5 separate regions of the Mus musculus genome follow, and all the other regions are linked to region 1. Evidence: chromatin contacts called from public HiChIP or PLAC-seq and promoter capture Hi-C data. All regions are on one chromosome and are shown on one strand. Each heading gives the region's core, a stretch centred on a gene start, on an enhancer-like site or on the middle of the called end of the contact. The rest is flanking DNA. Distances are from core to core; before and after follow the strand shown.

Region 1 (4,344 bases), core at 932-3,431:
TATGGAGGAGGGAGGGATGGAGATTGATGCTTAAATTAAAAACAAAACAAAAAAAGCAACCAGAAACATACCTCCCCCCTTTCTTCACTCTCAAGAGACCAAAGCTGCTGAAATGATAAAACCATAAACTGGCAGAAAAGCCACGCCTCTCATAGCACTACACTGGATCTAGAACTCCAGAGAATACTCAGAAGGGATTCTAAATGTCATTAAATAGGTTATCAGGTATTTAGAATAGTTGAATTTAGACTACTCAGAAGTTAACCCCTTACTTTATCCATAAGAAAGGCTAATGAAGGTGTTAGCAACTGCCCTCTTAAAAATTAAGCTGCAAAGAATGGAGGGTGGAAAACAGAAACGCACAGGGCAAAGACAAGGAACCTTAATTTTCCCCTCAGAGAGTACATTCATTAGTTTAAATTGATGGTGTTAATTTTAGATAGTAATTAAGAAATTTTAAAGGTTCTGTGGGATTCTGGGAAGATGGTTCAGCAAGTAAGAAGGCTGGCTGAGCAAGAATGAAGGCCCGAGATCAAACCCACAAAAAAACGTGGACGGGGCAGGCACTTCTAACTGCACCGCTGTGGCGGGCAGAAAGACTGCTAGGGCTTTCTCTAGGTTTAGGGAGAAGACCCTGCTCCAAAAAAGCAGAAAGTGAGAGCAGGGCAGACAGTCCTGGGTGCAAGCACCTTCGAATACATGTGCATATTACTACCTCCCCACCCCCTCCCCCGTTATTTGGGAACTCTGTATTTTCCTGCTACTAACATCAAACGCTAATATAATTAAAGAACAAGTAAAGGTAACCTAATCAAGGATCCATAAAGAGTACCAAAGGTTAAGTCAGGAGTTTATTCTTGACCTACAGCTATCTATGTAAAGTAAGTGCATTCCACAGCACAACCAATCCGCTCTCCAATATTCTCCCGCCCCTATCTTAGTAAAACTGCCTCCTTGCTCTCTGGTGTTCGTTTTTTTTTTTTTTTTTTTTGAAAGTGAGTTAGCTGATGTGGCTCTCTCTACCTAAGCCTAGGTTGGCTGGGAACGCTCCCCTTTTCTGCCTCAACATCCTAAATACTAGAACTACAGATGTGCAACGTTAAGCCTGGCTTTATTCGTTTTTGGATGCTTATCTAAAATCTCATTCTTTGCCTCTGTGTATTAGTGCACCCCTTAAATTCCAACACTCTGAAGGCAGAGGCAGGTTTGAGACCGTCTCAAATAAATAATCAAACCTCATCCTCAGACATTGTCTCTAAGATGTTTGCGAAATAAAACCAGGCAACCTTGCATTAGGGTTAACTTAAGTTAATCTCCCAGCATTGTTTTTCAAAGTCCTGAACTGTTATAGGGCTTTTTTTTTTTTTTACTTCCTTAAACTTCTCCTTATCTCTAAGCTCTTTAGTTCCTTTAGGGTGACTAGCATTCTTATAAACCACGCACAACCCAAAAGACTACAAACCATCTAATTTGTCTGACCTGAGAGTTCAAATTCCCTTAACTTGTCAGAGGTACACGTTACGGTTACTAAGTTCCATTAGGTGCTTTACGAAGTTTCTAACGATTTGCAAACGATTTGCAATCATTTGAGATGATCTCTTTCTTGCTGGCGTGAAATAAGCAAATAAAGGAAAATAAAAAACAAACGTTTCCACCGACTCCGCAAACGCCCCTGGCGAAGGCTTTCCTTCTTAAGAAGACCTGGAAACTTCTGGCAACGTCCACTCTCTGCTGCTGGGGGCCGACCTGGAGGTGCAGGGCGGGTCCCCAGCCGCGGGGCAGGCGACCGGGTCCCCGACTTTCCCCTCCCGCGTCCCAGCCCCGCAGCTGCCGACCCCGCCTACCTGTTGGGCTGAGGAGGAAACCCGCCACGCCGCAGTCAGCCCCCGTGTCCCGTCTGTGCCTGCAGCCGGGACCCCGTCCCCCTCGGCTCCGTCCCACCGGGCCGGGTCCTCAGCCTCCGCACCGCGCCCACCCGGGACCCGCGCCACCCGGCTCCAGCCGCTCCCGCCCAGTCCCTAAGCACGCCGCCCCCAGCTTCCTCTCCGGATCTCCCGGCTTGCCTGCAGAGACGCCCTGAGCTCACACCCGTCCCGGCTGTGCCACGTTCCCGGCTCCGCGACAGCACAGCGGCACCCGGCTCCCCGCGGGCGAATGCGGAGCTGGGAGGGCGGGCGGGGCTGACAGCGCGGCGGGAGCGGCCATTGGGAGGGCCCGGCCCCTCCCGCGCCCAGGCTGGCCAGCCGCCCGCCGAGCCAGGGAGCGCACACTGTGGCAGGCGTGACTACTCCACCGCCGAGAGAGCGATGGGAGCTCCTGAGGCAGAAGTCACTTCTAGGACAGCGTGCTGTCCTCCAGTCCGGAGATTCCGGCCACAACTATTTTTGTCTATTTTTGTCGCCAGTCAGAATCTACACTTGCGGCTTAAAAGGCAGACACTTCAGGAGCCTGGAAATATTCAGGCAGGGCCGGAGCTGAAGGAGGATATGATGGAATCTTACCCGAGGAAGGGACTCTAAAGAACTTTTAACAGGAACCTAACTGTAAAAGGACTATGTGAAGATTCCACGCGGAGTCCGTGGCTCTGAGTCAGATGTGTTTTTCCACTATAATCAGGATTTTGAGTGTAACTTTTTTCCCTTGTTTTGAAACAAGCTTACAAGAAGGTTGCAATCGTAGTTCAAAAACATTATTCCCCGAACGGTTTTGAGATTTAAGTTGCTAATATTATGTCACAGTGTTCCTAAGCAGTTTACACATAGTCATAATAACTGCAATAGCGATATTCTTTATGCAATACACTCGGTTTCTTGGTTGTCTCAATCATGTTCCTTGTAAGGAAAGGCCTTCAGTTCCGAAATAAGTGTTCTTTCTAGTTGCAATGCATATCTTCAATCTGGAATACTTCCTTAGTCTTTGACATTTACAACCTTGACAACTTTGAAGACTATTGGCTCACTGTTTTTATAGAAAGGCTTTCATTCTGATTCTGTCTGATATTTATTCATGATTAGATTTAAACTAGATATCTTTGAGGACTCTCACAAGTGATTCCATGTTCATATGTGTCGGTGTTTGCTCTTCAAAAAGCTCCTTTTTCCATCTTTGTAATTAATATGTATTTTCTGAAGCTATTTTGTTTCAGGGTACCTGTGAATAACCTTGTTTAGAAATTCATAATTTATATTACTGGATATAGAATTGTTCCACTTCATTAAGTTGATTATAGTGTTCTTCCATTATTTATCTATTTACTTTTTACAACTTTTTGTGTGTGGGCCTACACATATGTGTGCCACATGCATGCAGTGCCCATGGAGGCCAGAAGAGGGCATCAGAGTTATAGGCAGTTGTGAGGTCCCTGATGTGGGTGCTAGGAACTGAACTGGGGTCCTCTGCAAGAGCAATGAGTGTCCTTTTCTTTTCTTTGTGTTGCATCCTGTACAGCTTGGTCCTAGAAACCTGACTGGGGCAAGAAGAAAGGGCAAACACAGGCACAGAAAAGTTGGGTTAAGGTGGGCCCTGCACATTTTAATGGAGTGGCATCAACTATGAAATAACCCACTGGAACCTCAGAACATGAGGCTAGTAGTCTTGATAAGAGGTATCTGTAGTGAGCTGCAGTTGCTGGGTTTTTGCACACTTTGGTCAATCATTAGTAAACCCTTGACCCAGAAGAGGGCTTTGCCACTCCCATGGGTCTGAGGCCTTGGGTCCTTGACATAGCCATGCCTTAGTCGACAATACACATTCTCTCAGGGCTTATCTCAGTTCCTTACAGTTTTGTTTTGTTATATGCACGTAGGTATGCCTGTCTTTACTTGCACCGTAGGCATGCCGTATCCTTGGAAGTCTAAAGACTGTGTTGGAGCTTTAAGAACTGCCATCAGATGTCGTTGTGGGCTGCCTGATGTGGGTGCTGGGAATTGAACCAAGGTCCTCTGCCTGAGCAGCATAGAGCTATGTCTCCATCCCTTTCATCTCTTTTGATGATCAAATTCTAAGTTTCCTCAGTCGGAGATTCATTCATTCATTCTTGGCTTCTGTGTCTTTGTGTTTCGAGTTATTTCCCAACATTCTAATACTAAACATTTAAAAAGATATAACACATTGTAAAGACTACGTGTACTCTCTACCCACCATCCAGATTCTGTGTCCTTTAGACGTATCTCCCAATTCTTGACGCACCTTTACGGTGTGGCATAATTAAGATTTCTCAGGCTCACCTTGCCCCAGGGTGAAGGCAGCTGTTACTTGGGAAGCCTTGGCTCCTTTTAATGGATTAAGTATATTTTGCAGCACTAGGTTTGTTTGCTGTAGCATTACTGCCCACGCTGGCTAAGG
Region 2 (4,344 bases), core at 582-3,081, 620 kb before region 1:
TGTGTGTGTTTACTCAATCCCAGGAACTGCCTTCTGTAGCTGATGCTGCCTCTGGTATTGAGATTTTTGTGATGCTGACAGTTATACTCAGGATTTTTCCTGCCTTTCAATTCTTTAACAGGAAGAGACAATGAACCAATCAAGACCTCTTGACTATATCAACTGAACTACACTGCCTACCCCAGAATATTTAACTTTTTTTGAAGGTCAGCTTGAGACTTTCAGTTCCCGAGAAAGATAAAACTTACTGGAGAGAAAGTGCAACGGATTGTAAAATACATAGGAACATTTATTTAGTTTCTGCCTTCAATATATATTTAACAGGTACATAATATTAATGTGGAAAATTAAGTAGTAAAACAAAAGAAGGGCAAAATATGTGGCTATATCATTCTCTTTTCCTGTTTGTTTTGCTTTTTCGAGACACGGTTTCTCTGTATAGCCCTGGCTGTACTGGAACTCACTCTGTAGACCAGGCTGGCCTCGAACTCAGAAATCCGCCTGCCTCTGCCTCCCAAGCGCTGGGATTAAAGGCATGTGCCACCACTGCCCTGCGACTACATCATTCTTAATTTTTGTTTTTATTTTATTTTATGTGTTCGGGTATTTTGCCTGCGTGTATGCACATCTTGTGTGCTCAGTACCTGAGGAGACCGGATTCCCTGAAACTCAAGTTCCAGGTTGTGAACCATCATGTGGGTGCTGTAATTGAATCCAGGACCAATGGAAACGCAGCCACTGCTCTTTGCTGCTGGTCCTTGTCTCCAGACCTTCAATTACTGTTGAACGAATGTAAACAACCTAGCCAACTAAGATACATTCACACATTCATTTACCCTGCCTGTTTCTGTATTTAGAATATATTCCATTCCTAACACAAATTTGGCAGTATCAAATAGTCTTAATCTGAATATTCAGCTGTTTATAACGTTAAAAAAAATTCCTCCCCCTTTTGCCCTCCCTATTTACCAATCACACTGCCAGATTTGATTAATTAGTACAGTTTGCTCTCCCATCCTGAAACTTTGTATTGCCACAGGCACACACATACATACTTCAAGAGAAGGGCATTACATAGTCCTTCTAAAGTTGGCTTCTTAGTATTTCAAAATCTTATCTTTGAACGCTTTCAGTATCAGCATACAAAATCCAATAGCTGAGGAGTCATACTTTATTGTTAAACATCATTTCCCACTGTTAAAAAACGTTACATCGGTTAAAAATTACAATCTACCTTCGTGTTAGGTATCTAGATTCTAGAAATCCAGCAAATCTTTCAAGTTGTGTTTTGAAAGGCGCTGAGGAAGCGCCGCTAGGATAAATCAAGTGCGAATCCGTTCTATCAGGTGTTAGTTGACCCGCTATTAATCCTAGCTCTAATGCTTACAGTTCTGATCTTTCAGATATCTGCCTAAAAGATCTAAATGCTTGTGGAAGTCTCTTAAACCCCCTCAAATGTAATCCTTTCAGAAACTCCAGACATCTCTGGGATTAAAATTTTCATTCTGGCCCTCGCTGAAGAAAACCGACCTCCCAGAGCCAAGCGAGGAACTTTTAGGACAATAGGGAAGTGTGATGCAAAAGAATTCCTTGCGGGAGAGGGCCGGGAGAATTCGCCTTCGCGCGCCTTCTCATTAGCATGGGCAAGCCTCCTCCCAGCGTGTGGCCTGTTGGGGGGTGACTGGTGCGCTCCGCACGCCTCCGCGGACGTGCAGGACCGGGAGTTGTTTTCCTGGCCGGGTCCGCGCAGCCACCCCTGCGCGCACGCCCGAACTTCATTCCCACCCCCACCCCGAAAGCCAAGGCGCAGACGCAGCCTCCCTGCGTCCACTTCCCCGGGGAGGGGCCGAGCAGCCGTGGGTTCCGGGTCGCAAACGGAAGTGGACGACGAATTTGAATTGTGCGAGCCGTTGGATGGGGCTGAGCGGGTTGGGCGTACGGCAGCGCTGCGGTCGACGTGAGCGGTAACGCGGCGAGCCTGGGACTTGTGCCCCGCGCCTGGTGAAGACGTGCCCGGGGACAGACGGAGGTGTCACGGGCGGCCGGGTAGGTGTGAGCGGTAGGGGGCTTCTCCACGCGCTGGACGTCCGCGCCCTGCCGCTGTCGAGCCCCGAGCTGCTCTTTATTAATTAAAGAGGGAAGGGGGGAGGGCTTCACGGAGGGGTGCCCGTTGTGGCTCCCAGTTGCTCTTGAGACCGGTCCCTCACCGCAGAGAAATGACAGCCTTGAAATGCCTCGAGGGGATTTAAGCTGAAATCCGAGTATCCTTTGTGTTTAAAACCGGGGTATTTTTCTTTCACACCTTGACACTTCTTGTGTACCGCAAAAATCCGAGCCCTATTGCTCATTTAAACTGGCTACAGTAGCAGCGGTGGCTCACAGATGTTAAGTTTGCTAACAATGGGGATAGGGTCTAGTGTCACCCCCAACCCCCACCCGTTCCGTCCCGTCCCCGCTTTTCACCCTCTTCATTCATTTGGTGATTGTTATTATCGAGTTATTTTAGAGGGACTCAGTGCCTCAGGAATTGAGTTTTCTTCGGGCGTTTTTGCTTGTTTGTTTTTTTGTTGTTTTTGTTGTTCATCTTTTATGATGAACTGGACTCTCACAAACCCCGACAAAAAGCCACACTTTTTTGAATAGCTGAGATGTACACGGTAAACATAAACTTTCTTTTGAAACAAGTTATATACTTTGCCTTATTAAAAACTGACAGGTTGCTTGTGTGTTTTGTAGAAAAAAGGTAACATCCTTTTAAGGTTTTACCAACTGGGTGACGGTGTCGTTAAAAATGCTTAAACATTTTAAAGTGGTACTTAGTAACATCCGAAGTAAGACCATTTCTTCATCCTCTTTCATGCCTGCTAATGAATGCTGTTTTCGATATTCAAGTAGGAAAAAAATTAAAAAGGAAGATCATTGAAAGTGTTTTCAATGAGTCTGCCACAAAGCTATTGGCTGGCCTTTCTCAAACAGTGCAGTCAGATCTGCTAGCTTCCTAAATGGTACCAGCAAGTAACCTGTTGTAGATTTTCTGTATCCTAATGTGCCTTTTGTTTGTTTGTTTGGTTGGTTGTGTTTTGTTGTTGTTTACCCACATCAGTAAATGTCACACTTCATTGTATGCATACTCCTTCCTATAAGGGCTCCCAAGCTGATGGCCTGTACTCAAACATCAGAGATTTTAACTTTCTAGAGGATGGACTTGGATAATGCCTTTTAACTGAAAAGTTAGACTAGTCTACCAGAGGTTTCAAAACATGGACTTCCTAGAACAACCTGGTAATATATTAGTTAAAGACATACAACTAGAACCAGACTTCTTGCTTAGAATTCCCATCCCTAGGACCTCATAGCTGTGTGACCTTGACTAGGGAAGCTGTTTAGCCTCTCTGATTAAAGTCTCTTAGGTAATGGGGATAAAGACTTCCTTGTGTGATTATTGTGGGAATTCTAGGAACTATTACATGTATGAGAACAAGATGCCAAAAATATAGCTACTAACCATGATGTAACTATAGCATGCATTTCCTTTTTTTTCCCCCTTTTTTCTTTTTTTCTTTTCAGTTTTTCGAGACAGGGTTTCACTGTGTAGCCCTGGCTGTCCTGGAACTCACGCTGTAGACCAGGCTGGCCTCGAACTCAGAAATCCGCCTGCCTCTGCCTCCCGAGTGCTGGGATTAAAGGCGTGCGCCACCACCACCCGGCACAATGTCTTTTTTTTTTAATTATAATTATTATTTATTTAATGTATACGAGCACTCTGTAGCCTCCCAAGTGCTGGGATTAAGTGTGTGCGCTACCATGCCCAGCTCTGAGTTATGTTCTTTCTTTATGCATCCCAAATGTAAATCCTTTGTCAGATACATTCAGCAAATGTTTTTTCATTGCACATCTTTCCATTTTCTTAACTTGGAAAATTCTTCCTTTGTCAGGATCAAAACTAGTTTTTCTCTTAGAGCGTTAATGTTTTTGGTGTAGTTTTTCTGTATGGAAGTCGGTGTTTATTTTTTCCTCCCAAACAAAAAGTCAGTTTTTTCTATAGTATTTATTGGATAGATTGTCACTTCTGGAGTTTAATTACCATCCTTTCTTTGCTGGGTAGCCATTAGGCGGAGTGGGAGGGAATTCAGCTTACTGTTATATTATCCATCTATTAACACTCTAAATCACCTCTGGAACTCGGTTTAAAATAAAACAAAAGTTATGGTAGTATGTCTGGATCAAGAATTAGGGACCACCTCAGGGCCTCTCTGAAGTTACATCAGACTCTGTCACCAGAAGTCTTAGATGGCAGCTTGTGCTTATATCATAAAGCTCATGTCTAAAGTACTGCATTCCATA
Region 3 (4,344 bases), core at 1,134-3,633, 590 kb before region 1:
CACATTCAGTGTTTATAAAGGGGTGTATAATGAGTTTTTCCTATGACTTTGCTTTAGTGTTTAGTCATAAGAAAGTGGTAAGAACTAGACTCTGTTGATAAAACATGGTTACTATTGCATATTTGTTATGCTTCAGGTAATGCAGTGTAAATCATTAAACACATTTAATGATGAATTATTTGAATTTATATTATCTGTAACTTGGGAAATTTTGTAGTCCTTAAAAGAGACCCAGTTTTCAAGTTCTATTTTTGACCACCTTCAAATATACTCCACTACCCACTGTATATTAGAATCTGTGTAGAAGTAGTTTATAAGTCGGCCTGTTTAAAATATATCAAAACAAATACTGCTGGGGATTTGGCCTGGTAGTAGAATGGTTTGCCTAGCTAGTATGTGGAAGGCCTTGGGTTTAATTTTAAAGTATGACCAAAACATTAAAAAAAAAAAAAAGCATGAACATTTAACAATAACATTTCTAAGTAAATGTTTTTATGCCACTAAAATGTGAAGTTGTGAAGTGTTCATATAAACTAAATAAATGTGTTGGGAATCTTGAGACAGAAAGGCAGAATAGCACTGTTCCTCAAGGAGGGAAGTCAAGGCAGGAGTCTGCTGGTGGGGGTTGATACAAAGTGATTGCTGCCTACTGCCTTGCTTTCCATGGCTTGCTCATTTGCTTTCTTACAGAAGCCAAGGCCACTAGTCCAGGGTGGCACTGCACACGGGCTGGGCCCTTCCCATTCGCCACTAATTAAGAAAATGCCTTTCAGGGTTGCTTACTTCCTGGTTTCATGGAGCCATTTTCTCAGTTGAAGTGTTCTCTGCTTGCATGTCTCTAGCTGTGTCAGGCATCTAATAAGGATGGGGTGGTCTTTTAGTGCAGATGTGTTTCTTTTCCTTTTTATTAGTATGTAATTGTTTAAAACAGGCTGTCACGACACATGCATACATGTGTGTAATGAGCTTTGGTCATACTCCCCTTCTTGCCTCATACTGAACCCCTTCCCTATTTCCAGGATTGTCTTAAACAAGTAGTCCATTTACGAGGCTGATGTTATTAAAGTGGGTAAGATCCAAAATCTTTACTCTTCTTGTCTGAGAGCTCCTTGAACTCAAGAAACAAACTGTTTTTAGCAAATTTTCTAAGATAAAACTATCCCTTGATGTTCAATTATTTAAACCAAAAAATCTGGAGTTAAACAGCTACAATAAATCTAACTCTGAAGTCATGATTTTTATTCTTATAATCAACATTAATATCATTCTTGGTCGTAGCTTTGCAGGACTGTTCTATATAGTTACTCTTCTAATGAATATATATATCTTTATGTTTACTCCCCACATTACACCATTGGACAGAAACATGCACACTGTATAAATGTCTTAGTATTTTATGATAATGTGCCTTATAGTCTTGGAAGGAGTTAGTATGGAACTTAAATGGTCAAATGACAAATTTGTACTTAAAAGTGGGGATTCTCAGGTGAGTAAGATTAAACTCACTGGAAGGTGGGAAAGCCATTCTGCTCAAGAGTCCATGGACACCAGAATTGAGATACTTCCCCTAGGGCACAAACTGGTAGTTATAGATAACCTGTTGTAACTTTATAAAAATAGGTATCTACATCTGTCAAATGTGTTTTTATTGTAAAAAAAATGCAATCTTGATTTTAAAAAATAAGATAAATTATTTGTATAATTTTGAAAGCCAAATTTTTGAAAGTATGATTTCATTTCAGAATCTGACTGCCTGAGAATTAATCCATAATGCAGTGTCATCGGTGGGTTCATTGATTGGTAATAAGTTGTCATTGTATATATTTTTGACATTAATAAAATCTATTATGAAAATGGTCGATGTGAGATTTATTTCATAATCACAGGGCTCTAAATGTACCAAACCTGGCTGTGATCATCCGGATTCTGCTCACAATCATTTGTTTTTTTAATTTGCACTACTGAGAGGAAATTCTGCCATTTGGCTTTTCTGTGATTTTATACCCTAGCAGGCCAAAGCCCTTTCCTGAAGAAATCAAACGGAATAAATTACCACGCTTGTAGTTTCCCCCCCCCCTCCCCCCCCAGAGGAAAGAGGGAAGGGACACTACTGTTATGGAAATCAAGAAAACGCAATTTCTGGCGTCTCATTTGGCCTTGTAAATTTTTATGAGGATTTAAACTTGATGAGAAGTGCACTATCAATTAGATTGTAAGCGCTCCACCACGCCCATGCCCTGAGAAGCGGTTTAAGAGTAGCGACCTCGGGAGGTTCGCCCCGATTAGTTAGAAACGCTGCTGGGAAATCTGCAAACACCAATGTCTGTGAGGAAAGGCGAGGGCTGGGACCGGGGAGGCGGGCCGGCTGCCGCCATAGCCCGCCTCCTGGTTCTGCTTCCGGCGCGGGAGGTAGGGCCACGTCATCTTCGGGCTCCCAGTGCCAGCCGGGCAGTGGATGGTGGGAAGCAAGATGGCGGCCACGGCCAGCATTCGGGAGAGGCAAACAGGTACTCGGTATTTCCTTCTCTGCAGTGTGTGCCTCAGCAGCGGCCTGTCATCATCTCTGGGTTGTTCGTACAGCTCGGAGTTGAGCTTTGAGAGCTGCTCCGTTTTGAGGTTGTGGGGAAGAGATGCCTGTAAGCTTCACAGCCTTTACCACAGGCTGCTTGCTACAGTGCTAGCTACTTATTTTTTAATTGCCGAGTTTTAGAAGGCCATCAGGGCAAGGACCAGCAGCTGGTGTTTTCTTTCCTGTCTTGTCACTTAACGAGGTCTATAGGTTTGTGTTCGTATTTCAAGTCTCCCAGGTCGGTTTGGTTTTCACTTTCAGTTTTAGGGTTTTTTTTAAAAAAACCTGTTTTTGACACTTGAGCCATGATTACAAAATCTAAGTATTCTTTTCCGAGCACCTTACTTTATGCCATCATCTTTGGACCCTTTGGGAGAAGCTGATGGAAAATGCCAGGTGATAAAGCTGGAAGAGACTTCGGAATGTCAAATCAAATTAACAGCGTCCTCTTTCAGTTGTTCCACAGATAATAATCTTAAAATATAGAACAGTTGTATCTTAAGTAGAGCATATTTGTACACCCATTTATAAAGTAAAAATTTAAAGATACATATTTCTTCCCTTGGTTTTAGTTTAGTTTTTTTTTTTTTTTTACATGTGAGATACACCTGATTTTCCTTATTTTCAGTAAACTCTAGAAACTTAATGTATGTATATTGGCCCCAGAATAATTACCTATACGTATATCATATATAATGTGATATGTATAAATCAGAACTGACTTACATATACTACTTATCTAGTAACTCCCAAAGAGAATAGAAATCGTCCATAAGCGATAAAGAACTTTAATTCTCTTGAACCTATGCTTATTTGTATGAAAAACAATTGGTTACAAGCAATACAACATAGCAATAGAATTTGAACTGTGCCTGATTCCTTCCCTTGTGTTAAAAAAAAAAAAAGATAGATTTGAATGTAGCATACTTAACAGAAAACATACTGAGTTCTACATTTCTCAGTAGGTAATTTAGTAAAACGGTAAAGCATAACTTAAAATATGGTAAGCAAATATTATTTGAGAATGCTTGATAATTAATTTTATTTGCAAGCAAACAGAAGCCCAAGTTCTCTTAGAAGTTTGGGTATAATATCTTTTTCTTTGTTTGTTTGTTTGTTTGTTTGTTATTTTTTTCTTCCGAGACAGTGTTTCTCTGTGTAGCCATGGCTGTCCTGGAACCCACTCTGTAGACAAGGCTGGCCTCGAACTCAGAAATCCGCCTGCCTCTGCCTCCCGAGTGCTGGGATTAAAGGTGTGCGCCACCATTGCCCGGCCTGGGTCCAATATCTTAATAAAACTAAATGAATTGGATTTTACTACCCATCAGTAAAACTGTCCTGATGAAAGGAAACCTTTTAAAAGTTGAATTTATGCAACAGTACATCTTTAATATTCGGACATTGTAAAACACTAAATGTTTTGTCTTTTGGTGAAAATAAACTTCATTATAGCAAGATTCCACATTATTACTGTATAGCTTGTGCTGCATCAGTTATTAAATTCATACTATACATGGATCATGCCTTATTTCCAGAAGAAAATCCTTTGTAGGAGTAACATTTCATTGATTTCTGTTGAGAATATTTAGTAACAAAAATCCTCTAATATTCTAGGTGGGAGATGCTTTGCTGCAAAGTAATTTGCAGTCAGTTTGGACGGATGAGACAATAGTCAATGCACTGTGAATTTATCATTAGTTTAGGTAGTTTCTGTTATCTCCATTTTATAGATGAAGAAACTAAAGTACAAAGGTGTTGACTAGCATGCCTGTTTC
Region 4 (4,344 bases), core at 954-3,453, 570 kb after region 1:
GAGGCTTTAAACTATCTGCTGTACACTTAATTGATAACAAAGTTTACATTATTTGCAAATACAATATTTGTTTTATTGTGAGTATGTTTTTTTCAAACATAAGATTTGATTTTAAAATGGCACCAGGGTGGTAATGGCACACACCTTTAATCCCAGTACTCAAGAGGCAGAGGCAGGCGAATTTCTGAGTTCGAGGCCAGCCTGGTCTACAGAGTGAGTTCCAGGACAGCCAGGGCTATACAGAGAAACCCTGTCTCGAAAACAAACAAACAAACAAATAAACAAAAAAATTATGTTGAATTAGTATGGATTAATAGCTGTATAGATCAGTAGCTAGCTGAGAGATGGATCTTAATAGTATGTGGAAAGCTTAAAATCCTGCATTTGTCAGGCATGTAAATCCTGGGAGGTAGAGGGAAACAAATATTTTAATTTGAGAACAACTCTGGGCTCCATAATGAAATCCTACAAATTCTTAAATTTGTGAAGAACTCCCTGGATTGATTCTGTTGGCTAAGAATTACAAATTGTAGGATAACAACAACAAAGAATTGTATGCATTTTAACTCATTTGAGAGATAATCTGATCTAAAGCTTTTCTTTTTTCTTTTTCTTTTTCTTCTTTAAACAGTTTCTATGCATACCCTAGGTTGAGTTCATTTTTTGGCCCCAGACTGACTTTGAACTGGCAGCAGTCCTGCCTCAGCCTCACAAGTGCTAAGGTCATAGCTGTGTACCCATGTGCCCTGCCCTGATGGACTTTTTAGCATGTAAACTTCTTTTGCGGCATCATTTGAAAAGTAACTTGTCACATAGGTTAACCTCCTCCCCCTATAATGATTATTAGAGCAGACCTAAAAAGTTTAAAGTTGGTTAAAAGGTCCTTCCTATAAGACTGTCTGTTTATTGTATTAGATTACCAGCACCAAATCTGTTTAAATTTCAAAATTAACTTTTAGTCCTGAAATACACTTTTGAGTTAGGTATTCTACCTTATTTTACTTCCATTTCTTTGTTTATTTATTTGCTTGTTCGTTTATTAAGGTTTTTCAAGACAGGGTCTCTGAGTAACAGAGCCCTGGATGTCCTGGATTTACTTTGTAAACCAGGCTGGCCTTGAACTCAAAGAGATCTGCCTCCTGAGTGCTGGTATTAAAGGTGTGCACCATCATACCTGGTCTGCTTCCTTTTATTAACCCCCAAATTTAGTGAAATAGGCATTCTAAGACAAAGTGAAGTCTATTTTTTTTTCCTCTCCCCATCCTCAATTGGGATATTTCTGTCATCTCAGAGTTCAAATTGATTTTGAAAGGCAAATAATAAAAATAGTATTTCTTAGGAGTGAATTGCAACAATTAAGGCTTACCTAGTTAGTTGACTTTCAAAAATTACTTTTAATTATATGTATGTGTGTGCCCCATGTCTATTCATGCATATAGGTATGTGCATATGAGTACAAGTATCTATGAATGCCAGAAACCTCAGGTCCTTGTGGAGCCACCCAGCATAGGTGCTGGGAACCAAACTCAAGTCCTCTGTAGGAGCAGTAGACTATCTTAACCACTGAGCCATCTGTCCAGTTCCAGATATCTTACTCTTAAGAAAATAACTTTTTGATGTTGCAGACTTAAGAATTCTTTTCTATTCATGCTACTAGATTCTAGGCATTGATGTTGATTAAATTACTGCGTATTTTGGGTTTGTTTTTTTATTTTTTTAACAATTTGCATTATTTCTATAAACAGACAAAATCAGTTTTGCTTCAGATTTTATTTTCCATTCAAATTCTAATACAGTTATTAGTTTGTAGCTTAAAAAGCATCTCACTTCTCCAAGAAAAAGAACGAAGCCACTTTTACCTCTATCTACCTTTTAAGTTACAGTCTCATCTACTTCCTTGCACAGAGCTGTTTTGGTGATGGTCATTTGGAGAATAAAATTATAGGCAAGTTAGATTTTGCACTAGAACACTCTAATGACCTGTTGTAAATAGTCTGTACTTAACAAGAGGTGTATATTCTTTCTTACCAGAAAGTGTTAGTGACTGGGGATTTGAAAGTTAGATTTTTATGAGCTCTGACATTTTGCTGGGTGAAAGAACCCGAAATTGAAAGGACTAAAATATTCAAGATATCCAGTCTAGAGACTAAAACAAGTTTTCTGTAGAAAGAATAGGGGAAGTGAGAGCTATTTGGGGACATACGGTATGATGATGGTATCTGTGCTTCTTCTGCTATTCCTTCCACTTTTCTCCTATTTGTAAGTCAGCAACAGTACTAATGGATTAAATGAATAGGTTTGTGAGTGGAGGGGAAGGTGTGGTTATTAGTTTTTGTCTGGTGGTTTGGTTCGCTTTTTCAGGGAGAATAAAAAAATGTAGATGAAGTTAGACGGAAAAATCTGGGTTGTCAAGTGCTCTAACTTTTTATGTTTGAAAAATTCATCCTTCTAGTCTTCAGAGATCCCCAGCTGGGTGTTTGCAACAGAATTACCTACAGAGATAACATCTAATCCAGAAAGGTTGAGGTAGAATCCTCTGAATAGTGGATTTCAGACACTATTCACTATGTTTTTGACATGTTCACTTCCTAGTGAAGAATCCATTTTCTTTCTGATACTAGATTTTGAAATTCTTGTTTAATTATTTCCTTTTCTGAAGATGTTTGGTATGTTTCTTTAGACAATGAAATGTCTAGATGTTAAAATGTAAGAGATAGTAAAGAATGGGAAAGAAGGCTGATAGTGACAATTAAAAGTTTATGGAGTCTCATTTATAATCAATCAAGAATAATGTGTTCTTACAAATAAAAGTTAGATGAAACCACAGTTTACCTCAAAGGCTAGATAGACCACATATAAAATGAGGAAGGATATTTGGTATCTTTGTGGTAACATTGAAAAATTACTTTTTTTCCCAATCTCTTGCTATTTAATTTTTCTAACCTCTAGACTCTTTCCAAAGAGACCATTTTCTTATAGTCAGCTTCCCCCTCTGCATCCCCTCCCCCCATTCATTTCTGTCTCTATTGTTTAGTTTTTATCTAGCAGAATTTATCAGGGCTGATATTACTAGGCATTTGGGTTGGATGTAGTTTTTAAATACTTCTTTTGCTCCAAAGTACTTATTTACATTGTCTGGTAATAATCTGGAGAAGATAAACATTAATAGTTTTAATTTGAATATGTTTTCTTGTAGCAGAAAAAGAAAACTAAGACCTTCAACCCACCAACACGTAGAAATTGGGAAAGTAATTACTTTGGGATGCCCCTCCAGGATCTGGTTACAGCTGAGAAGCCTATACCACTATTTGTTGAAAAATGTGTGGAATTTATTGAAGACACAGGTAGGCTAGAAGAATAAATACATGAGATTTGATTTATATTTTCATTTTTGCTACAATAATAGTTTGTTAAATGTGATATGTTAAAACTGTATTTTAGCCTTCATGTTCCCATTACTTAGTGTCATCTTAGTCACTCTGCAGGTAGCTGTCCCATACTTGAACTTTTCATTGTTACTCAATAGTGATTTTGAAGATCTTTTCTTGAACATAATAAATATGCTGAAAGCTAAAGTGTTAAACTTACCTAAGTCTTAAATTTATAATAACTTTATATTAATAGATTGCTACTGATTTGAGTCAGTAATTAAAATATCTTATTAAAATTAAACCTGATACTGTTTATGTTACTTACTCCTCACGTGGGTAATTTTCTTTGAAAGTTAAAGCCATGATTATACATTTATAAATGGCAGTTCATTCTGTGTGGTGTTAGTACTTATTCAGCCGTATCGCTTGATGTCATTTTATATGGTTCAAATTATGTTTATATGGTATGTATAGATGCCTCACAGTTTTAAAAACAAGTATGCATTTTTGTTTTGTTGCAATATAATAAATATTAAAAATGGAAAAACTGAAAGTTGAGCTAGAAAGAGTTGGGGAATAGATTGGAAAAGTTATACTTGAGTGTATTTTATTTTTTTGAGACAGAGTCTCACTTTGTAGTTACGAAACTTTGTATAAACCAGTCTGTCCTTAAACTCACAGAGATCCTCCTGTTTCTACCTACCTCCTGAATTCTGGGGTTAAAGGCATTTACCAAGATGCCTGGCTATTGAGCATATTTTAAATGAACTCAAGTTAACCATGAGCCTGAGTGATTGGATGAACTACAATTATAAAAAGTTTAAAAACATAAGCTATATCAGTTTTAGCTTTATTTACTTGTAACACTTTTGGATATGTATAAGCATTGGGTTTTGTGATTGCTGTTTTGTTTTATTTTGTGTTTTTGTTTTTGAAAAACTATTATAGCCATGTCTTATCTAAATAATTGTGC
Region 5 (4,344 bases), core at 615-3,114, 520 kb after region 1:
GCACAGATCAAAGAAAAAGAGTAGAGTGCCTGGAGTGAAACCTACAAATGCCACTGGAGCTGGCCTGCAATAAAGATGCAGCAACCTCGCTATGAAGAAAGAACAGTTTCCTCAACAAATGGTGCTGGCAAAATGGGGTGTCCATAAGCAGAAGAATGAAGCTAGACACTACTTAGCTCTCAAGATATATATATATGCATGTGTGTGTGTATGTGAGATATATAGATATCTATATATCTATATATTTCAAAATGGACTAGTTACATATCTATAAGATCTAAAAGTCTTGTGTTTGTATCAGGCTACAAAGTATTTTGTGTATCAAAGAAAGCAGTCAACAGAGTGAGGTTGGAAGAAAATACTGGTAAAGTCCAGAAGGAGTAAGAAGCTCAACTCAATAGCAAAGATGAGTCTATTTGATAAATTTGACAAAGTTTTCAAGAGAGGATGTATCTAGTCAGCCAGCATGAAGAAGTGCAATGCCTCCAATCCTCCTGGTGTTTAAACAGCTCAGCAGAGGCCCACAAGACCCAGTGGCATCTTTGGATTCAGCACAGTCAAGATCCTTCTCTTCCGCCCTATGGTGTGGAAGCTCATCCCATGTGGATCCCACACTGTGTCTTTCAGAGATTTAAATAAACACTTTCCTTCTCGAGCAGAAGCATTGCAGTTACCTCAGCTCGGATTCGTACACTTGCAGCCATTTTTATTAAATTACACAAAGGCGAGGAGACAGCAGCACAAGTCAGTCTGTGACCGTCTCACAGAGTTAAAGGTGTGTGTGACTGAGAACAGTTTGAGGAGACTCCCTTCTCCTCAGAAGCCTGAAGAAGGATGTCAGGACACAACGCTCATTGCTTATCCACAAAGCAACTGGACATCAGAAGGTCTCATTTCCTCTGTAGGTCTGATGTTCACCCAGTATATGTTCCTTATCTCCAATCAAAGGAGAGACCTTGGGACTGGGTGTGGTGGCACAGGCATTTAATCCCAGCCTGTGGGGAGGTGGAGGCAGGTAAAATGAAACTAAAACTGGGTGAGTTTGAGGCCAACCAGGCTACATAGGAAGAGACAGAGAGACAGAGAGGCAGAGAGAGACAGACACATAGAGAAGCAACAGAAGGACAGGGAGACAGACAGACCCCACATGTGGAGACTATTTCTGTTCCACTGGGCCTGGTGTCACAAGCCTGTAATCCCAGCACTTGCCAAATCCAGGCAGAGGATTAGCGCTCAGGATAATCCTAAATTACTAGCAAGTTGGAGCACAGCCTGGGCTACAGGAGACCCTGTTTCATAGGGGAAGCGGGGAGGGGGAAACTATAGCAACAACTAAAGCATTTGAGTTCCAATTAAATTATTGCTTTAAAAGAAAAAAAAAATGAAAATTTTTTTAGGCTAAAAAATTTGACCATGCACAAAACCTGGTTTCTATTTAAACAACGTGAGAAAGTACAGGTTGCCGAGGAAGCTTGAATCTCATTTGTGTTAGATCATTTGGTATATATAAATTTATTTTTTTTTAAATTCTGGGATTTTGTGAATTCCTCTAATTGACTTGACATTTTAACTGTTTAAATATATTTTGGTTGTTATTTCCTTTACTGCTATGATTCTGCGGCTAATACTATCAACACACTCAGGAGGACGGACTGGGCCAGAATCCCGAGTAATGCTTATCTTAAGGCTCCTCCCTCCATCACTTTCCCTGGAATGTCTGCTAAAAGTTTAGTTACATTGAAGGAAACTGAAACAGTGTCTGAGAGAGTGACTGGCTTTTATGAAATGGAATTTGTGGAATGCCCTTATTCTGGATGAGTTGCAGGCTTCCAGATTCCACAGAAACCCAAATAAAAACAGCTATATGCCAGTTAAAACAAGAGTTCACTCAGTCTCGGAGTGGCCTCTATTCCTCTGGGCGGCATGGCCCTAACCTGAAGACTGCCAAAACTCAAAACCACGAGACTACATATCTGACAATAGGAGAGGGAAACAACGGGGTTCATTCAGAGGGCCTTTAACATTCACACTGTGTGCTTTGAAAGTGCCCTCGGCACACAAGTTATTTGGGTAAACCAGCGGTCAGTTTGCTAGAGGAGAAATTATCATCCTTCGCATTTTTCAATCTCCAAAAGACCGTATTGTGCCTGTTGTATTGAAAACGAGAAACCATGAGTGATGAAGCTATTAGAGTGTGACAGAAATTGAGAGATGTATTTGTTCCTCACCAAAAGCCATAATCTATAGCCCTACATCTTACTAGTTCTAAAACCAGAAAATGAACATGTCGCCAGCAGGATTCATGCCTTTCCTTTCCTATGATGGCAGAATCACAGACTGGCACACAGAGGGTTGGAATTAATGGCTATTCAATGAGAGGATGACTCAGAGTAGTGCGCCAAAGAAAAGTTGACCCAAGACTCAAACCCTGTGTGGATTATACTGTCCAAGTAAATATATTTCAAAGGAGGTTTTAAGTAGGCAGATGTGATTTGCAATGCACAGTGTTACAAATCATCTCCTGTTATTTTCAAGACTAAGGAAGTTTAAATATCCGTGAATACATATGGCACAGAACAGGAGCACATCGTTTTAGACCCAGACGTGGCCACTGTTAATGTTTCCATTTCTTTTCTTCCAGGTTATTTAATTATTCATATTTCTATACAAATTAAAGTCATAATTGAATTTTCTGAATATGCAAAACTCTATGTAGAACATTATTCTAGTAATTAAAGGTAAACTAAAAACTATTTCCCTATAATCAGCTTATCAGCTCCCACCATGTTGGGCGTGTGATGCACCTTACAGTCCCAACACTCAGGAGCCTAAACAGGAGGCATTTGTGGTTCAGGTCACCCTCAGCTACAGCACAATGCTCTGTCTTACAACAAACACGCACACAACAAAAATAAAAATGTGAAAAACCAGAATTCTCAACAAAATTAAACAAAAACCAAAACCACAGTGCTGGGGAGATGGCTCAGAAATTAAAGCAGCTGCCTGTCTTACAGAGGACCGTGTTTGATTCCCAGCACACACATGGTGGTTCGAAACCATCCTTACCTCCAGTTCCAGGGTCTCCGTTACCCTTTTCTGACCTCCATGTGTATCAGGTAGACACATGGTGCACATACATGTAGGCAAAACACTCACATACACATAAAATGAACAACTCAAACAAAACACCCCCCTGCCCTGCCCAAACACTAGAACTAAGTAAGATTTGAGTCAGTTTGGTAGAATTAAAGTAGAGTTGGGGAGAGTTTCTGAATCTATAAATCAGTGATTCTCAACCTCTGGGGTTTGTGACCCTTAGGGTTCACATAGCAGATATCTGTATACCAGATATTTACATCACAATTCATAGCAGTAGCAAAATTACAGTTCTGAGGTAGCAACAAAAATAACTTTATTGTTGGGGGTCATCACAACATGAGAAACTGTATTAAAGTGTTGTGGCATTAAGAAAGTTGAGAACCGCTGGGTGTGGTGGTGCACGCCTTTAATCCCAGCACTTGGAAGGCAGAGGCAGGTGGATTTCTGAGTTCAAGGCCAGCCTGGTCTGCAAAGTGAGTTCCAGGACAGCCAGGACTACACAGAGAAACCCTGTCTCAGAAAAAAAAAAAAGAAAAAGAAAAAGAAAAAAAAAAAAGAAAAAGAAAGTTGAGAACCACTGGTCTAGATTGTCAATATTCATGAAGTATGCTATATATCCTATACATTTTCAAATAAGGACATTTCCATTTCTTAAGTTGCAGTGCATTCCCATGGTGGTCTGATATTCTGAGCCAAGGCTTCAGGACCTTCTGTGATTTACAGCCCCTTTTGCCAGAGAGAATTTTGCATAGCTAAAGTATCTAGGCTTTTAAAAACAGTTATGTGAATCAAACATTTATTGATAGTAACTCATTAAAAAAATATTGTATTGTTAGAGACTTTATCTTACTCTCAAGCCAAAAATTAACTTAATGATCTTTTCATGGAACTCAAATGGCAATTTAAAATTAAACATAACACAATATAATCCAAAGATACACTCACTTGATACTCACCTGCTGAGTGAGAGATGATAGCTGGAAAACATTAAAAGTCTTTGTTTTTGTAATGAAATTGTTTCTATAAAAGCAGAAAACCTCATTGAATACAGTGAAAACACTGCAATCCGTGACACGCTATAGCGCGAGATTGAGTGGAGAGATTTCAGGCAACTTTATATGGCACAAGAACATGCAGTGTGTGACGTGTGCAGGTCATGGTTTAGAGCTGAGGCTGCAGTGAGATCATGTAGTGTAACATGAGAGGCCACTGCCACACAGGCTTCCAGAGGGTTGACGTTTGATT

Evidence for each region. Promoter capture Hi-C pulls out the DNA fragments that hold promoters and counts their contacts. HiChIP or PLAC-seq counts read pairs in DNA pulled down with a chosen protein or histone mark.
Region 2: a promoter capture Hi-C map of liver shows a contact between it and region 1, with 4 times the contacts expected there. The contact joins the promoter of G2e3 here to the promoter of Heatr5a in region 1. A contact is called at or near these places in 4 of 39 promoter capture datasets (the C10 cell line, erythroid cells, liver and 1 more), 1 of 484 Hi-C or Micro-C datasets (embryonic stem cells), 1 of 115 datasets of contacts at active chromatin or transcription factors (bone marrow-derived macrophages) and 1 of 9 other capture datasets (liver).
Region 3: a contact with region 1 is called in a promoter capture Hi-C map of pre-B cells. The contact joins the promoter of Scfd1 here to the promoter of Heatr5a in region 1. A contact is called at or near these places in 6 of 39 promoter capture datasets (the C10 cell line, the HPC-7 cell line, hematopoietic stem and progenitor cells and 2 more) and 3 of 9 other capture datasets (adipose tissue, embryonic stem cells and liver).
Region 4: an H3K4me3 HiChIP or PLAC-seq map of bone marrow-derived macrophages shows a contact between it and region 1, with 4 times the contacts expected there. The contact joins the enhancer-like site here to the promoter of Heatr5a in region 1. A contact is called at or near these places in 4 of 39 promoter capture datasets (the 3T3-L1 cell line, cranial neural crest, epiblast stem cells and 1 more), 4 of 115 datasets of contacts at active chromatin or transcription factors (bone marrow-derived macrophages, embryonic forebrain, embryonic stem cells and 1 more) and 1 of 9 other capture datasets (embryonic stem cells).
Region 5: a contact with region 1 is called in an H3K4me3 HiChIP or PLAC-seq map of stem cell-derived neural progenitor cells, with 14 read pairs. The contact joins the enhancer-like site here to the promoter of Heatr5a in region 1. A contact is called at or near these places in 4 of 39 promoter capture datasets (cranial neural crest, liver and pre-B cells), 1 of 15 datasets of contacts at CTCF or cohesin (the NIH/3T3 cell line), 5 of 484 Hi-C or Micro-C datasets (CD4 T cells and embryonic stem cells), 18 of 115 datasets of contacts at active chromatin or transcription factors (bone marrow-derived macrophages, differentiating embryonic stem cells, embryonic forebrain and 8 more) and 2 of 9 other capture datasets (adipose tissue and embryonic stem cells).

The regions. Positions count from the first base shown.
Region 1 is chr12:51,969,140-51,973,483 of GRCm38.p6, forward strand. It overlaps Heatr5a (HEAT repeat containing 5A), which reads right to left and starts at 2,182. Exons shown (of 36, transcript NM_177171.4): 1 at 2,064-2,182.
Region 2 is chr12:51,346,399-51,350,742 of GRCm38.p6, forward strand. G2e3 (G2/M-phase specific E3 ubiquitin ligase) reads left to right here and starts at 1,832. Exons shown (of 15, transcript NM_001015099.2): 1 at 1,832-2,046.
Region 3 is chr12:51,375,130-51,379,473 of GRCm38.p6, forward strand. Scfd1 (Sec1 family domain containing 1) reads left to right here and starts at 2,384. Exons shown (of 25, transcript NM_029825.3): 1 at 2,384-2,507. The coding sequence starts at 2,456. It overlaps G2e3 (G2/M-phase specific E3 ubiquitin ligase), which reads left to right. Exons shown (of 15, transcript NM_001015099.2): 15 at 1-1,857.
Region 4 is chr12:52,539,293-52,543,636 of GRCm38.p6, forward strand. It overlaps Arhgap5 (Rho GTPase activating protein 5), which reads left to right. Exons shown (of 6, transcript NM_009706.2): 2 at 3,197-3,344. Among named protein-coding and RNA genes, the nearest start is that of Arhgap5, 25 kb to the left of the region's middle. Within about 2 kb of position 2,204, at least 11 of the 459 cell types and tissues checked have an H3K27ac peak or open chromatin away from gene starts, as enhancers often do. A contact at or near this core is called in bone marrow-derived macrophages, where this site is marked.
Region 5 is chr12:52,491,652-52,495,995 of GRCm38.p6, forward strand. No RefSeq gene overlaps it. Among named protein-coding and RNA genes, the nearest start is that of Gm35135, 13 kb to the left of the region's middle. Within about 2 kb of position 1,865, at least 78 of the 459 cell types and tissues checked have an H3K27ac peak or open chromatin away from gene starts, as enhancers often do. A contact at or near this core is called in the NIH/3T3 cell line, adipose tissue and stem cell-derived neural progenitor cells, where this site is marked.